Linked DNA regions of Mus musculus: regions 2, 3 and 4 are each linked to region 1. The links are chromatin contacts, called in public promoter capture Hi-C maps. All regions are on one chromosome and are shown on one strand. Each heading gives the region's core, a stretch centred on a gene start, on an enhancer-like site or on the middle of the called end of the contact. The rest is flanking DNA. Distances are from core to core; before and after follow the strand shown.

Region 1 (3,548 bases), core at 435-2,934:
AAAAGAACAAAGTGTAATCTCAGATTGCCCCATCCAGCCCACCGTTTTCATTGCTGCACCTTCTACCTGGTTTACTACTGGGAAACAGATTCCAGCCTTCAGGATGCACTCCTCACACAAGGCCATTAAGGTAACTCAATCCTTCCTGAATTGTTTGCTGGAAAAAACGTTGATTTCTGACTCAAAACAATAACAACTCTTTGTTGTTGTTTAAAATTGTGAGACATGAAGCTATAACTACAATTTGAATTCTGGATGTTATCTTGAAGACCCGCTGGATAAACAAGAGCTTAAGGAATGCAAGAGGATTGGTGGGGGGCGGGAGGGGGGAGGCGGCGCATGGCATAGAAAGAGTGCAAGAGAGATGCTGGTCAGTTCTGAGATGGTGCAGGAATGACAAGGCACCTGAACATCGCAAGTCCACGGTCATCCCTGGAGGTCTCGGGTTTTCAGTCATGCCTGAGCAGTGAATGGGTGCACACTCATAAACACACCACCGTTTATTCTTCAGCTCCCAAGGCGAATGGTAGGCAAGCATCTCCCCGTAAGCCTTCACCACAGGGATTTCGGGGTTCACACACCCCGCCTCCCCTGCTCGGGGCAGGCGATGACTGTTTCAAACAGTGTAAGCCTTCACCACAGGGATTTCGGGGTTCACACACCCCGCCTCCCCTGCTCGGGCAGGCGATGACTGTTTCAAACAGTGTAAGCCTTCACCACAGGGATTTCGGGGTTCACACACCCCGCCTCCCCTGCTCGGGCAGGCGATGACTGTTTCAAACAGTAAACAGCTGAGATGAGAGTCAGGGACAGGGGATGGGGGGCCGGGGCGGCGGGGGGGTGGGGTGGGGGAGAGGGGGGTGTGGACGAAGAAGGAGGGGTACATCCCGGCTGAGAGCTTCCAGGAGAGTGACAGGGAAAGGAGAGGGGTGTTGAGAAAGAGAACTGGCGACTGGAAAGCACCAGGCTGCGCTTCCAGGCTGCCAGGGGCTGGCGCGCACCAAGCCAGCGAGGGAAGTGGATCCCAGGGCGTACCCCGACTCCCCCACCGAGGGTGGGGAGGAAATGGCTTTGTATGGCAGGATGAAAGGCAGACAGGGGGTCACCACCGGGTAGAGAATGCTGGGGCGAAGGATGCTCAGAGCAAGGAGGACCCCGCCCGCTCTAGAAACACTAGTGCTCTGCCTCCAATCCGCTGCAGCCTCTAGTCCACCCTCGGGGCTCCCCACACCGTTCCATGTTCCAACGGCCTGAAGCACGGGGCTCCCCCCACCCCCACGGACGCGCCCCCACCGCGCTCCCGGTGCGCTCACCTGCCCACGAAATTCTCGAGCACTGAGCTCTTGCCGGCGCTCTGGCCGCCCACCACGGCGATCTGTGGCAGCTCTAGCAGACAGCTCTGTCCCAGAGCCGAGAAAGCGTCCTGCAGACGGTTCACCAGAGGGATCAGCTCTTCCATCTCCCGGTTCCCCATCTTGCCTGTGCGGCCAACTGCCCCACAGGTCCCTGTTCGACTGTGTGACCTGGCAGGCAGCCCAGGCCTCGAAGCACTTGTCCCGGTTGTCGCTGTGCGGGGCTCACACGGCGGAGTCCCTGCACCGATGTCCGATCCCTGCCTCCCACTGCTAGGATCCTGACAGCTCACAGCCCACGACGCGCTTGCGCAGCCCAGAGAGGCGAAGGAGGCGTGGCCTGGTCCTGAGACGGTCACGCCCACACCACGCCTCTCGCCCTGCTTCTCCCTAGAGTTTCCAATCCTACTGGCCTACGGTTGGACTGCCTCCCAGCTTCAGTCAGATGCCACTGCCCAGGCTAAAGGGCAGAGTACTGCACTTGGTCAAGGAAAAGCCTAAAATCACACCCAACAGGAATTGTTGTTCCTTTTGAAGGAGCTAAACCACACAGACGAAGCCTAGAGGAAAGCACTACCATCTACCATCAGCTAACAGCACGTTGACATCAGCTTCACCATGCACCACCACCACTGTACGCACCAGAATACATTTCCCAAAAGGAAATCTCACATTTCACCCCCTACTCCAAAACCCCAGATTGCTGTGGGATGCAGAGATAAACTGGCCTTTTAGAGTCAATCCCCATTAGAAAACTGGGTTACCTGACCTTATTGAAGTACTCATCATTACCAGCCTGTCCTACTCTACCTTCTGTAAGCTAAAGTGTAGTTCCTTGAACCTTTCTGTTCCCTACTCCTACCATACTCATTCTGGCTTTTAGAATTCCTTGCCTGAGCTAACTGTCCTTTTAGCTCCTGGTCAGGACAAAGAGATTGGCTGTTGAGTCCATTGTAACCACGCAGTCTGCACTCGATCCGTTAAATTTAGCACACTGAGAAGAGTCTGTGCCCGGAGATGGAGACACGAAGATAAATGGCCATGGTTCTTCACCTCCTTATCGTGGTCCTGTTTCCTGTGCATTTTGAATACTGATACCTCTCAGGATTTAGTGCGCAATATTTACTTGTCCTGCACATCTTCCATCTGATGATTGCCCAATGGCTTTAAGTAACCTAAAGACTAGAGACTACATAGGAAAATGTGTTGCATCTCTAGCACCCTGGGGTCTTCACTGTCACTTAGGCATCACCATTGCACTATTGCCCTTCTAGGACAACAGTGAACCAAGTCTGAGCCTGCCCCACGTTTCCTAGGCTCGGTGGCTCTCTGGATATGCTATATGATAGCTGAGTCAGTCTTTCACTTTTCATGCCTGCAAAACCAGTACCACATGGAGTACAGAGCCATGCTTTGCTGCCGGTTTGGGATGGAAACTTTGGACCACTATTGCAGCAACCTCTACGCACTGACCCTGAGGAGCTGGTGGCAGGGACGTCTGTGGCAGAAGAGGGTGGAGGCTGGTCATATTGCATCTATAGTCAGAAGGCAGAGTTAAACGGATGCTGATCATCAGCTACCTTTGTCCTTCCTAGGCAGTCAGAAATCTCAGAAATCCCAACACGTGGAGTAGTCCCACCTTAACTAACCTAGCTAAAGACACGCCCAGAGGTTTGTTTCCATGGTGATTCTAGATCCTTCCAAGGTCAATGTATTTGATATAAAGAAATGATTATGGTTAAATAAAGTCATAATGGTGGAACTCTAGTTTGAAAGAGCTAGTGTTCCTGTAATAAAAGACACCAGAGACCCAGCCCCATCTGCCATACAAAGACACAACAAGATGGCAGCCATCTTCCAAGCAGAAAGATGGCCCTCACCAGGACAGATCAGCAGACATCTTGACCTTAAACTTCCCAGCCCTGAGAACACTGGATAAAAGTGTCTTTTAAAGTTATGCAGACAATGGCATTTTGTTATACGATTCAAGCTTACTGCAGATGTAGGGTGTATTTAAAGGAACCTGTGATGGAAACCAGGGAGCAATGACTGCCTCTGCAGAGGGTCATGGATAGCATCTAAGAAGACATGGTCCTTGCTGGGTTCCTCCTGTACACCACTACACTACACGCTGTATAAGCTGAGGACACTAGCCCACGTCCAAAGTGTTTTGAGCTCTAATGCAAAAGACTATAT
Region 2 (3,548 bases), core at 783-3,282, 980 kb before region 1:
TGCATGCTTAAAGAAATTTACTAACATGCCATATAACAAGTTAGGGCTGAGCTATCCTGGGCAATGCTATCATTGGATGTGTCTAGATTAAAACTCCACAAGGTTTCTAGCAAATGATTCTGGCATTCTATAAGACAGGTAATATTTTTGTTTTAACTGATGAGCAGGCTTATGTATAAAGAACAAGGGACTTCTTCATTTTTGTGCTTAATTTGTATTGTGATAGCAGGAGGAAAAAGCTTATATTTGTGGGTGAAGGTCAGAGTATAAGCTGAGGTTGGGGACAAGGTACCGGAAATACCTTTTAAATGATAGGCCATTTAAAAGGGAAATAACTTTTATTTTATTTTATCCTATTTTATTGTATTAGATATTTTCTTTATTTACATTTTGAATGTTATCCCCTTTCCTGGTCTCCCTCCAAAAACCCCCTCTTCTTATCCCCTCCCCCTCTCCCTGCTCACCAACCCACTCCCACTCCCACTTTCTGGCCCTGGCATTCCCCTACACTGGGACATTGAGCCTTCACAGGACCAAGGCCTCTTCCTCCATTAATGACTGACTAGGCCATCCTCTGCTCCATATGTAGCTGGAGCTATGAGTCCCACCATGTGTACTCTTTGGATGGTGGTTTAGTCTCTGGGAGCTCTGGGGGTACTGGTTAATTCATATTGTTGTTCCTCCTGTGGAGCTGTAAACCCTTCAACTCCTTGGGTCCTTTCTCTAGCTCCTTCATTTGGGACCCTGGGCTCCTTCCAGTGGATGACTGTAAGCACCCACATCTGTATTTGTCAGGCACTGGCAGAGCTTCTCAGGAGACAGCTATACCAGGCTCCTAGCTGCAAGCACTCACAAACCACATGAAACTCAAAAAGTAAGACCAAAGTGTGGATGCTTCAATCCTTCCTAGAAGGGTGAACAAAATACCCATGGAAAGAGTTATACAAACAAGGTGTGGAACAGAGACTGAAGGAATGACCAGCCAGAGACTGCCCCACCTGGGGATCCATCCCATAGACAATCACCAAACCCAGACACTATTGCGGAAATAACTTTTTAAATGATAGTTTTATTTCTACTCAGTGTTAGAATTGGAATTTGGTTCCAACATGGTCCAAGTTTGAGAAAATTGACCATCATGTTATTTACTAATGTTTGCTAAATTCTAGTAATATATTTGCAGGTCTTTTTAAAAAATATATTTATTTTATATTTATACATTTTTGCCCACATATATGTATGTGTATCATGTGTGTCTGATCCCTTGAGGGTCAGAAGATGGAGTTGGATTCCCCGGCACTGGAGTAATAGGCAGTTGTTAAACACCACACTGTGGCTGGGAACTAGACTTCGATCCTTTGCAAGAGGAACGCATGCTCTTACTTGCCAAGCCATCTCTCCAGCCCCCAGCTGCAGCTTTATTTCAAGTCTATTTCAGAATAAACACATTTTGTAACTGGGAATTGTGTGTGTGTGTGTGTGTGTGTGTGTGTGTGTGATTATAGCTTTGATTTGATGTTTTAAAACTCCCACCTAGGTGCGATTGACAAAACTCGTGTATCTCTAAAATGGTACCTATGTGAAGTCTGCAGTGTGATGACTTCACGAGAACCGTGTTGTTTAAACCACGCATCCTCACTCTTCAGCTCCTCACCTCTCTGACTTACCCAGTCGTTATATCTGCAGTAGGACAAAACTTAGTTTTAGATTTTATTTAGTCTTATAAGTTGTTTTCTTACTTGGAAATAATTTGGAATGCATAGCGTCTTACAGCAGCCGAGGCTGGCTGTGCATGCACACAGTACTTCCTCTTGCTTGAGGAAAGACTTTTTTCCTTCTGAACTTCCCTTGTAGTGGCTTCTGTCCCCCCTCCCGTGTTTCTGTTGGCTCTAAGCCTTCTCATTCCTTTGTATGTTTGGCCTGGTGCCACGATGACAGCGAGTGCTTAGCAGTGTTCCAAAGGAAAACTCCACCTCCTACACCCACGGGGCTAATTACTATAAAACATGACATTGCATCGTTCATCCATCACTTGTGGGTATCTGCTTTCCCCAGTTCTCATTCCATCAGAGAACGAGTTCTAGCCTCATGGAGGAAATGCCTTTGAGAGAATCAAGTCCTCAAAGGGCAGAGAGGTGCAAGAAGTCATGGCTCTTGTGCATAGTGGCTCTGTTACTGATGTTGCTCTGTTCTTTGGGTACACTGATCTATACTTCACTCAAGGTAAGGTGGTCATAGAGTCTACAGCTGCTAATTATATCATATAAAGGTTATTTATTTGTTAGTCTGGTTATTATCACTGCCATTCAGCATTGCTAGAGGTAGTGGGAAGGAAGACATTTGACAGTACAAACAGTGTAAGCAATTTAAGCCTTGTAATGACATGGCTCTTCAAATGTGTTTTTATTCATCGAATGTTTTAAGACAAAAGACACTAGAAAATACTATATATTCTCTGTAGGTGTGAGCTAGATAGAACTACATGTTTAAACTGAGCCTTTAGGTGTCTGTGGAAGTTCTTTTGTCCTTCCTGGGACTCTACTAGAACCTTCTTGATTGGCAAAGAAAAGACCTGAACCATGGTACTAATCTTCGGGTAACCCCAGACAAGCTGTAGTCTCATTGGGGGAAGAGATACAAAACAGTAATGGGGGACAGTGACAGGAAGCAACTGCATGCTGAGGAAGGGCATGGTGTCAAAGTAGAAAAAAAGGAAATCCTGGGTTCCAGTTCTAGATTAGCCTCCCCATAACCAGCTGTGCAAATTTGAGTAAGTTGTATCGTTGTTCTGATTCTAGTTTTTAGGTCTGCAACATGGTGATAAGGGAATGGCTCTGTTTACTTGGCATCCTGCTAGCTGTAATTATAGCGCGCAGTAATTGACCTAGGAGAAGGATAAACCATATAGTTGTGGTTTATGAGGGGAATAACTTTGGGCTTGGGTGACCAGGGAAGGCTTCATGGAGGAGGGAGGAGCACATGTCTGTTTGGGAAGCCCCTGATGGTTATCAGGAATTTCCCATTGAACTCTAGTGTAAATTGTGGGTCTAGATGGGATATGAACTGGAAATGTATATCAATTAGGTTTTTCTAGAAGTGTTCTCTCATACAGAACAGCCAGGGCTGCAGAGAGAGAGAGAGAGAAAAAAAAACAGCAAAAACCAAACCAAAACAAACAGACAAAAAAAAAAAAAAACAACAAAACAAAACAAAACAAAAAAAACCAAAAAAAGCATTGACCAGAAAAGCCAGAAAGGAATCAAATATTAAATAAGACATTATATAATTCAAGGGTTGGCCTATTTATATTAAAATATACTAAATCTTGGGCAGAATTAAATGACGCATAGCTGTGTAAGAAAGGGTTGTGATGTGAGCCCAGGAACATTTTTCTAAAGAGACCAACCAGAGATGGTCTTAAAGGTATGGTTCTATATTGGCAAGATATTGAGAAAAGATGCAGGAGGAAGTAATGCACTGTTGATTCGAGGTTACTTAGTATGGTACTGGCTAAAGACTTACATAGGAGCCCATTAATCTGTAGTCTG
Region 3 (3,548 bases), core at 574-3,073, 600 kb before region 1:
TAACCAAGAATTGTGATTAGCAGTGTGCAAAAGAAAAAAATAGCAACCAGAATGAATAGATAGGATGCATTTTGGTTTTCTGTTAAGGTAAATCTATAGCACTCTAGGCAGGAAAAGAGAAAAGGCAGAAGGCTGTATCACACACAATCTATCAACTATGACAGTATAAGATCAAACTAAACTGCAGTAATAGTAATAGAGTAAGTCCTGGGTAGACCCTAGAACTGATTATTATATGAACATAGAATACTCAATCTACAAAAGAGAAGTGGGTAACAAAATCTGGAGATAATTTCTGAATGAGGGGAGAAAAGGCTAGTAAGAGAAGCTCACCAACTCTAAGAAATTGCTACCTAATCCTACACTGGTTTCAGGTACCAGTTTCTCTTAAGGAGTATTTAAAGGATTCAGAATGACAAGAAATACAGTCTTTCCAGTCAGATTTTCTCAGACAAGTGTTTTCTTGAGCCCATATTAATATATTATTCTATGTGAGCAACAACTCTACAACTTGAGCACCTCTGGATTCCATTACACCCATAAAAAAAAGGGAATTATTACTGGCGCTTTGAAGACATAAGGTAAATAAGAAAGTGTGTTTAGATTTTAGTATAAGAAGCAAAATCTCTTTAACACAAAGGCCATCACTTTCAGTCACCAAGTCTCAAGGCTCTTTGGGAATTCCTTCAGAAAGAATGGCTTTTCCAAGTACACCTTTAGCAATCCTTTGGTTCATAAGCTATGTCTGCTCCTGGACATCCAGAGATGTGCTTGAAATTAACTTGAACTCCATAGAACTTCAGAGAAAGGGACAGAGCGGGTCGCAAAAACCGTTTCCTTTCTAGTGCCAAAGAACATGCCCCAAAACTATGGCTGACTCCACATCTGTGATAATCCTCTCCCACCAGGCTAACCGAAAAAGGGCTTCATCAGGGATCCCGCCCGCCCCACGCCGCAGGGTTTCAAGGAGCAGCCCCAAAAGTACTATTGGTCAAGATTGTGCAAGACCTGACCAGAAGAACAACAGTTTAGACATTACTCTTACCCTCATGACGACTCACGTTTTCAAAATCACAGGTCCGGAACACATCACACCTGACTCGCCCCTGCCCTTACCTCATAACGAAAGCAAATGAACTGACAGCAAAACTGAGTAACTCACTCACTAGCTTTCTGAACACTACCCAAACTGCCCTAACTGCGGTGATGGGGTACCCGAGTACAAAGGCAAAAAGTGATCCCCAATATCCCCTTCTCTCCCTGCTGGAACTCTGCAAATTCCAAAACACAACTCGTAAACCACAAGAGGAAGAGCTGGGTGGCCGCTGTGTCCCTGGCTTAGGAGCAGGAGCACCAAGCAACCCAAAAAGCCGAGATGATTTGGGGGTGTGACCCGACCTACTCCCTCTTTCATCCCCACGGGAAGTCCCCAGAGGCCGGCCCCTTACTCACCAGACTAGAGAGCAGAGAGAGAGGCAGGAGACCAGGGCCAAGGCCCGCCGGTACTTCTTCATCTTCTCCTCCTTCTTCCCCCTGCCAGGAGGCGGCACATCCTCCCCACAGCAGCCACTGTCGAGGCCAAGATGGAGGAGCCGGAGCAGAAACGCGAGGATGGGACCGAGAGTCCGAAGAGCAGTGGGGCTTGGGGAGCGGTTCCGCAGCGGCTCGCGTCCCGGATGGCCTCCCCGAGAGGCCCACGGCAACGGGAATAGGGACGCTTCACAGGAGCGCTCGGGAGACTGCCGCCGCCGCCGCTCTGTCTGCCCGCTCGCCCGCGCCCGCCTCCTCCGGCCTTCGCCGCCACTGCCTCCCCATCCCCGCCCCGCCCGCCCGGGCCCTCGCTCCGTGCTGCCGGCGACCAACGGCCGCCGCGTACTCGCCTCTCAGCAGCCAATCCCCGGCCGGGCCAGCGCACCTCGCACTCCACTGAGCTGGGTGGAAGGAGACGCGTCACCCACGTCCCTCTCGGCTCGCGCTCCACAAGTCACAGCGCGGGCCACGCCCCCTCCGCTGACAAAGCTCCAAAACGCCACAACCGCCGCCCAACCTGCGCAGGTCCCACCCACTCGCTGGCGCTCGAACAGGAAGTCCTGTAACCCTCGGTCTTCCGCCTTTCAATGGCCTGCCCACTCTCGCTGGCACGCGCCGCCTCCGCGCACGGGTATCTGGGGCTTGTAGTCCTCCTGCCCGAACCCGCCTTTTTTTTTTTTCCTCCGTAGAACTCGCGGGTTTGGTTCTCGAGTTTTACACTTTCACTTCTCACCTTCAGACTGACTAGCTTTGTCATTTGTCATTGTTAAGTCTATAATTCTTCCTTGGAGCACAGTCATGGAACGGCCTGGAATGACTGGAGAGGGTCAGGAGAAAGCATGCTAATGCAATTTAAAAGTCGGTTTACCGGCAGTGGGTCGGGCTTACTGAGGTAGATGATGATTGGAAGGTAGAAAGAGGCGTGTCAACGTTTCCTCTCACATGATTGGCTGGGAAGGACTGAGCTTTTCTTTCACCTAAGTGAGAATTCCTACCTGCCCGCCAGATTCCTAAGATAGAGCTTTAGTGTTCTTTTTTGTTCTTTTAATTTCGGGCTGTGGGTTTGCTGCTGCAAGGCAGAAAAGACACTACGGACTCTCGGCGTCTGGAAGCAGAGAAAGCGAACTCCTACACATACTTGCTGTGAACAAGAAAAAAAAAAAGAAGTGGTGTTCACAGATGGAGACCCCAAAATCTGTAAAAAGCTGAGGCCCAGAATCCTACTTAGGGAGCGTTGGTGTGCAATCTCAGAATGCTTTGTGGCTACTGCCAGACATCTCTTCAAGTAGCTTACTGATCCTGAAAGACAGCAGTTGGAAGAGACTAGACTTTTGGCCTCTTAGTATAGCAGTTCCTTCCTCTAAGTCTCCCGTGTGCCTATTTAACATATCAAAGCAGAACTGGCTGCCACGTTCTCCCAGCATTCTTCAGTCTCTACCAGTTAGTTGCAGGATTCTTCTCATCAGCCCCTACTCCAAACTTCTCCAGCCCAGGGGCTGGGCAGCCATTCCCTCATGCACCCTTCCCTATATAATCCAGCCATTTTGGTTACCTGGCCCTTTTGGTCTGCCCTTTACCCTCCTGGCCTCTTGATCTCCTGGTCTCCTGGCTCTCCTTGCCTCCTCCACTTTCCTCACATGGCCCCTGCTCAGGTTCGTATTCACTCTGGACTCGTCCAGATGCCCCTGTCTCTGGCTATGTCTCCCTTGTATAAACCTCCTCTACCATGCCCAGGAGCAGTCATTCCCTTCCTATTTTATTTTATTTTATTTTCAGTTCCTCTCATCTATCTGCACCGCCATACCCATTAACCTCCTCCACTTCTCCCACCCTTAACTCCTGAGATCTGTGAACACTATTCTGTTCTCATCTTTGAAATTATCTTAATTTTCATGTATAAGAGAGACTACACGGCATTTGTATTTCTACCTCTGATTTTACACAACATTCTCCAATTTCATCTGTGTTACAACTAATGACAAGATTTCGTTCTTTTTATAGTTTAATGTGTAAATAAA
Region 4 (3,548 bases), core at 580-3,079, 560 kb before region 1:
CTGTGTCTTGCCTTCTTCATATTCCTTGAATGCTTCTGAAGTCCATTTTCAGAGAGCCTAAAGCATAGCTTTGTTCTCGGATGTATGGGGTAACATGACTGCATAAGTGGGACATCATTCCTGATAGCTTGATAACTTCAAACTCATTTTTTGACCTTGAAAGTAAGCTTAAACCTTTGATCTTGACAAGTGAATCTGTCTGCATTCTTAAAGGACATCTAGATATGAAACAGGACACCTAGATATGAAATATATGGGTGGCATCTACCCTATTTTAGGAGTTTGGTTATCTCCCTAGCATACATGGAGGAAAATGAGAAATGCAGAGTGTTCAAGGATTCCAGGCTGATTATCAGTTTTAAGAGGTGCAAGAGGCCATCTTGCCAATCTCTGGATTAGCTCCTTAGAGGGAAAATAAACTATAAAGCCATCTTATTAACATCATAATCCCTATGGCTATTATTCATTTTTAAAGGCTAGGAGGCAGGTTTAACAGCATTTGACATAGCAGGCTATCAGGCTCCAGGTTTATCCATAGGGAGTCATACTACCCTGAGGTATCTCAGAAGAACACATGCCATTTTCTCCTAAACATTCCAGAGCAGAAACCTGATTCCTGTAGCAGCAGCATGATGAATGGACACATTTTTGTTTTCTTAAACTAATAGATGATGTAAAACTGTGGGAGAATAGTAAGAATGATCTTATGGTTAGAGCTCCCACCGCATAAAAACAGTGTTTGTGGTATGACATAAGTGTTCAGGAAATATAATCGTCTTTGTTTTCATATATATGGGTACCAGTCTATGAGTAAGTGCATGTATGTACACACACACACACACACACACACACACACACACGCTCCTTCTTATATCTTTCTCACCTTGTTCTTTTTTTTTAAGCAAGGTCTCTCACTGAATGTGTTGGCTAGGCTGCCTGGTCAGCAATTTCTAATAGTCTATCTGCTTGTCTCTACATCCCCAGTGTTAGGACTGCAGATATACACCACCTGGCTTTTTGTGTGGCTATAGCGATCTAAACTCAGGGCCTTGTGCTTGTGGGGCAAGCAGTTTACTGACTGACTGAGACCTCCTAACACCTCTTTAGAATTTTGTCCTTCCTCTTTTTTCTCCCAATATTAATTCTGGATTTTTTTAGGGGGCTTTAAAATGCCAAGAAAAGAAATGGGGATTCCCTTGGGTAACTTGGGGCCTCTGTGTTAAGTGGTTGGCAGCTTGTAGGAACAAGGCCACTCATGACTTCTTCATCGCAAAATCTCATTCAGATATGTGATTTCTGTCTTTAGCTGGTTTATTGATTCACTTTTGGTTTTCAGCCTGTGGTCAGAATGCAAAATACACGGGGAGAGAGAGGGGAGAGGAGAGAGAGAGAGGGAGAGGGAGAGAGAGAGAGAGAGAGAGGAGAGAGAGAGGAAGAAAAAGAGGAGGAGGAGGAAGAGGAGGAGGAGGCCGCTCTGCAGCAGCAAGTTAACATCTGTGACTCCAACACCCCTGCTGGAACTCTTGAGTTCCTAATTCTGCCCCTGAGGTGCAGACTGACCTTGAACTATACAGTTTCCGGTCAGAGTGTAGCATTTCCATCCATGGAGGTTCTTAAAGGATTACCTGGGGCCCCGTGGGACGCTGAGGGATGGGAAAGACAATGGGCACAGTAATCTAGGCCTGCTAGTCTGACAGACAGTCTCTGCATTGCCAAGACTGTGAAAACCCTGGGATCGCTTTCCCCTGAGAATCCTAAACCACTTAGGACCTGAAATCTTGACTACTCAGAATTTCCTGTTGCGGATCAGACTCAGCCCTGTGGGTGCTCACAGGAAAGGTGGTAGGATCAGGTAACAGCCACAAAAATGACCAAGGTCATAGACACTCTTTTATTGGCAGCAGAAGAGCTCAGCAGGGGTGGGGGTGGGGTGGGGGAGAAAGGAAGAAAGGAAGTGAGACCAAGGTCCTCACTTGGGGGAGGGACAACAGAGAGGGTGGAGGCAGGACAGAAAGCCCAGAATGTTTTTGGTTTTTTTTGGGGGGAGGGGGGGCTCAGTTCTTTACTTTTACTGATCCTTATAGGATACTTTGTTTTTAAGACCTTTCAGTTTTAAAAAAATTGTTACATTTGTGTGTGTGCATATGGTGTGCTCGCCTGTATGCCAGGTCACGTGTGGATGTCAGAGAGTTTATGTTACATGTGTGCCCATAGGTGTGGAGGTGTGAGGGCAACATCCAGTATCTTCGTCAATAGCTCTCTGCTTTCTTTATCTAGGCAGAGTCTCTTAGTTAAACCCAGAGGTCACTAACGAACTAGCCTAGCCAGTCAGTTTGCTTTAGGGATTCCCCTGAATCCTCTCTTAAATGGTGGGCTTACAGGTGGCTGCCATACCTATGCAGCATCCTTTGTGAGTTTCAGGTCATTCACCCCAATTTCACCCTGTCTCCATCTCTTCAGATCTGCCCTCTGCCCTTGCAACCTCCCCTCCAACAAAAATAAAAACAAAACAAAACAAAATAAAAATAAACAAAACAAGATTATGGTGTGTCACATACAGTGTGTCCCACAGTACACTCCTCTGTCCACACATCTTTATTTGCAAATGTTCATTGCAATGAGTCATGGATTTGGTTCAAGGCCTCTGACTTCTGCTACATCATCCCTACTGGGTCCTCACCGGTCTTCTCTCTGATCTCCTGTTGTTGCCTTGTGCCATGCAGATCCTGCAGCCTTGGATCTACGGGACCAGCAGTTCACAGATGAGGTGGTATGTTGAGTTGGGCCAACCCAAAGCCCTGGATCTGGGTCTGGGTCATAGCTGAGTTGGTCAGCCCTCCAGCCCGCACACCACCAGGCTGACACAGTTTGTATGTGGAAATTTGAACTCTGGTCTTCGTGCTTTCCAGGCAAGAGCTTTATCCACTAAGCCATCTCTCCAGCCCTGTCCTCACATTCTAAAGCCTCCTCATTTTTAAGCTTCCATTTTAAAAGTTTCTAAATGTCCAAGAACTTGTTTTCACATCATGTCTCTTGATGTTTACTGAAGATGTATTGGAGGGGAAAAAAAGATGCCATGGGGAAGAACGAGAAGGAAAGCACGTGGGCAGAGTTAAATAAGGGAAGCACAGAGCAGAGGGACGTGGCAGGTAAGAGCCTTTAGAGGGGGTCCCTAAGCCAAGCTGGTCATTTTAGAGGACACTCGGGGGGTGGGGGGAGATGATATCTGAGCTAGTCCATGGACTAGTGGCTATCAGCCAGGCAAGTGGAGGAAAGGATATTTCCCTTCGAAGGAAGAGGATGTGTTTAGTGACGTAAGAGAAGGTACTACAAAGAGGACTGAGTGAAGCTGGAATTTGATCAGAGAGGGAATTTGATCAGGGTGGCCTGGGTCAGCAGGGGCAAACTGGAATCCCCCTGTGAGCCATGCTAAGGAACTTGAAGTTCTTGGGGCTGCCATGATGTAAATGAGGAACTACTGACATCTTGTAAGCAAATATTAGCCCTGTTAGAACTTGAGAGAACATTCAAAATAGTAGTAATAGGAA

The links. Promoter capture Hi-C pulls out the DNA fragments that hold promoters and counts their contacts.
Region 2: a promoter capture Hi-C map of the HPC-7 cell line shows a contact between it and region 1. The contact joins the promoter of Tnfsf18 here to the promoter of Dnm3 in region 1. A contact is called at or near these places in 4 of 39 promoter capture datasets (the HPC-7 cell line, embryonic stem cells and hippocampal neurons).
Region 3: a promoter capture Hi-C map of hippocampal neurons shows a contact between it and region 1, with 4 times the contacts expected there. The contact joins the promoter of Suco here to the promoter of Dnm3 in region 1. A contact is called at or near these places in 2 of 39 promoter capture datasets (hippocampal neurons and liver), 2 of 484 Hi-C or Micro-C datasets (cerebellum and rod photoreceptor) and 2 of 115 datasets of contacts at active chromatin or transcription factors (astrocytes and cardiomyocytes).
Region 4: a contact with region 1 is called in a promoter capture Hi-C map of embryonic stem cells, with 2.5 times the contacts expected there. The contact joins the enhancer-like site here to the promoter of Dnm3 in region 1. A contact is called at or near these places in 7 of 39 promoter capture datasets (the 3T3-L1 cell line, 3T3-L1-derived adipocytes, cranial neural crest and 3 more) and 1 of 115 datasets of contacts at active chromatin or transcription factors (embryonic stem cells).

Annotation. Positions count from the first base shown.
Region 1 is chr1:162,476,350-162,479,897 of GRCm38.p6, forward strand. Dnm3 (dynamin 3) reads right to left here and starts at 1,685. Exons shown (of 21, transcript NM_001038619.2): 1 at 1,314-1,685. The coding sequence starts at 1,474. It overlaps Gm31985 (a long non-coding RNA gene), which reads left to right and starts at 317. Exons shown (of 3, transcript XR_373653.3): 1 at 317-526.
Region 2 is chr1:161,492,625-161,496,172 of GRCm38.p6, forward strand. It overlaps Tnfsf18 (tumor necrosis factor (ligand) superfamily, member 18), which reads left to right and starts at 2,033. Exons shown (of 3, transcript NM_183391.3): 1 at 2,033-2,223. The coding sequence starts at 2,089.
Region 3 is chr1:161,874,859-161,878,406 of GRCm38.p6, forward strand. It overlaps Suco (SUN domain containing ossification factor), which reads right to left and starts at 1,824. Exons shown (of 24, transcript NM_001357402.1): 1 at 1,453-1,824. The coding sequence starts at 1,514.
Region 4 is chr1:161,917,157-161,920,704 of GRCm38.p6, forward strand. No RefSeq gene overlaps it. Among named protein-coding and RNA genes, the nearest start is that of Gm31925, 23 kb to the left of the region's middle. Within about 2 kb of position 1,830, at least 27 of the 459 cell types and tissues checked have an H3K27ac peak or open chromatin away from gene starts, as enhancers often do. A contact at or near this core is called in embryonic stem cells, where this site is marked.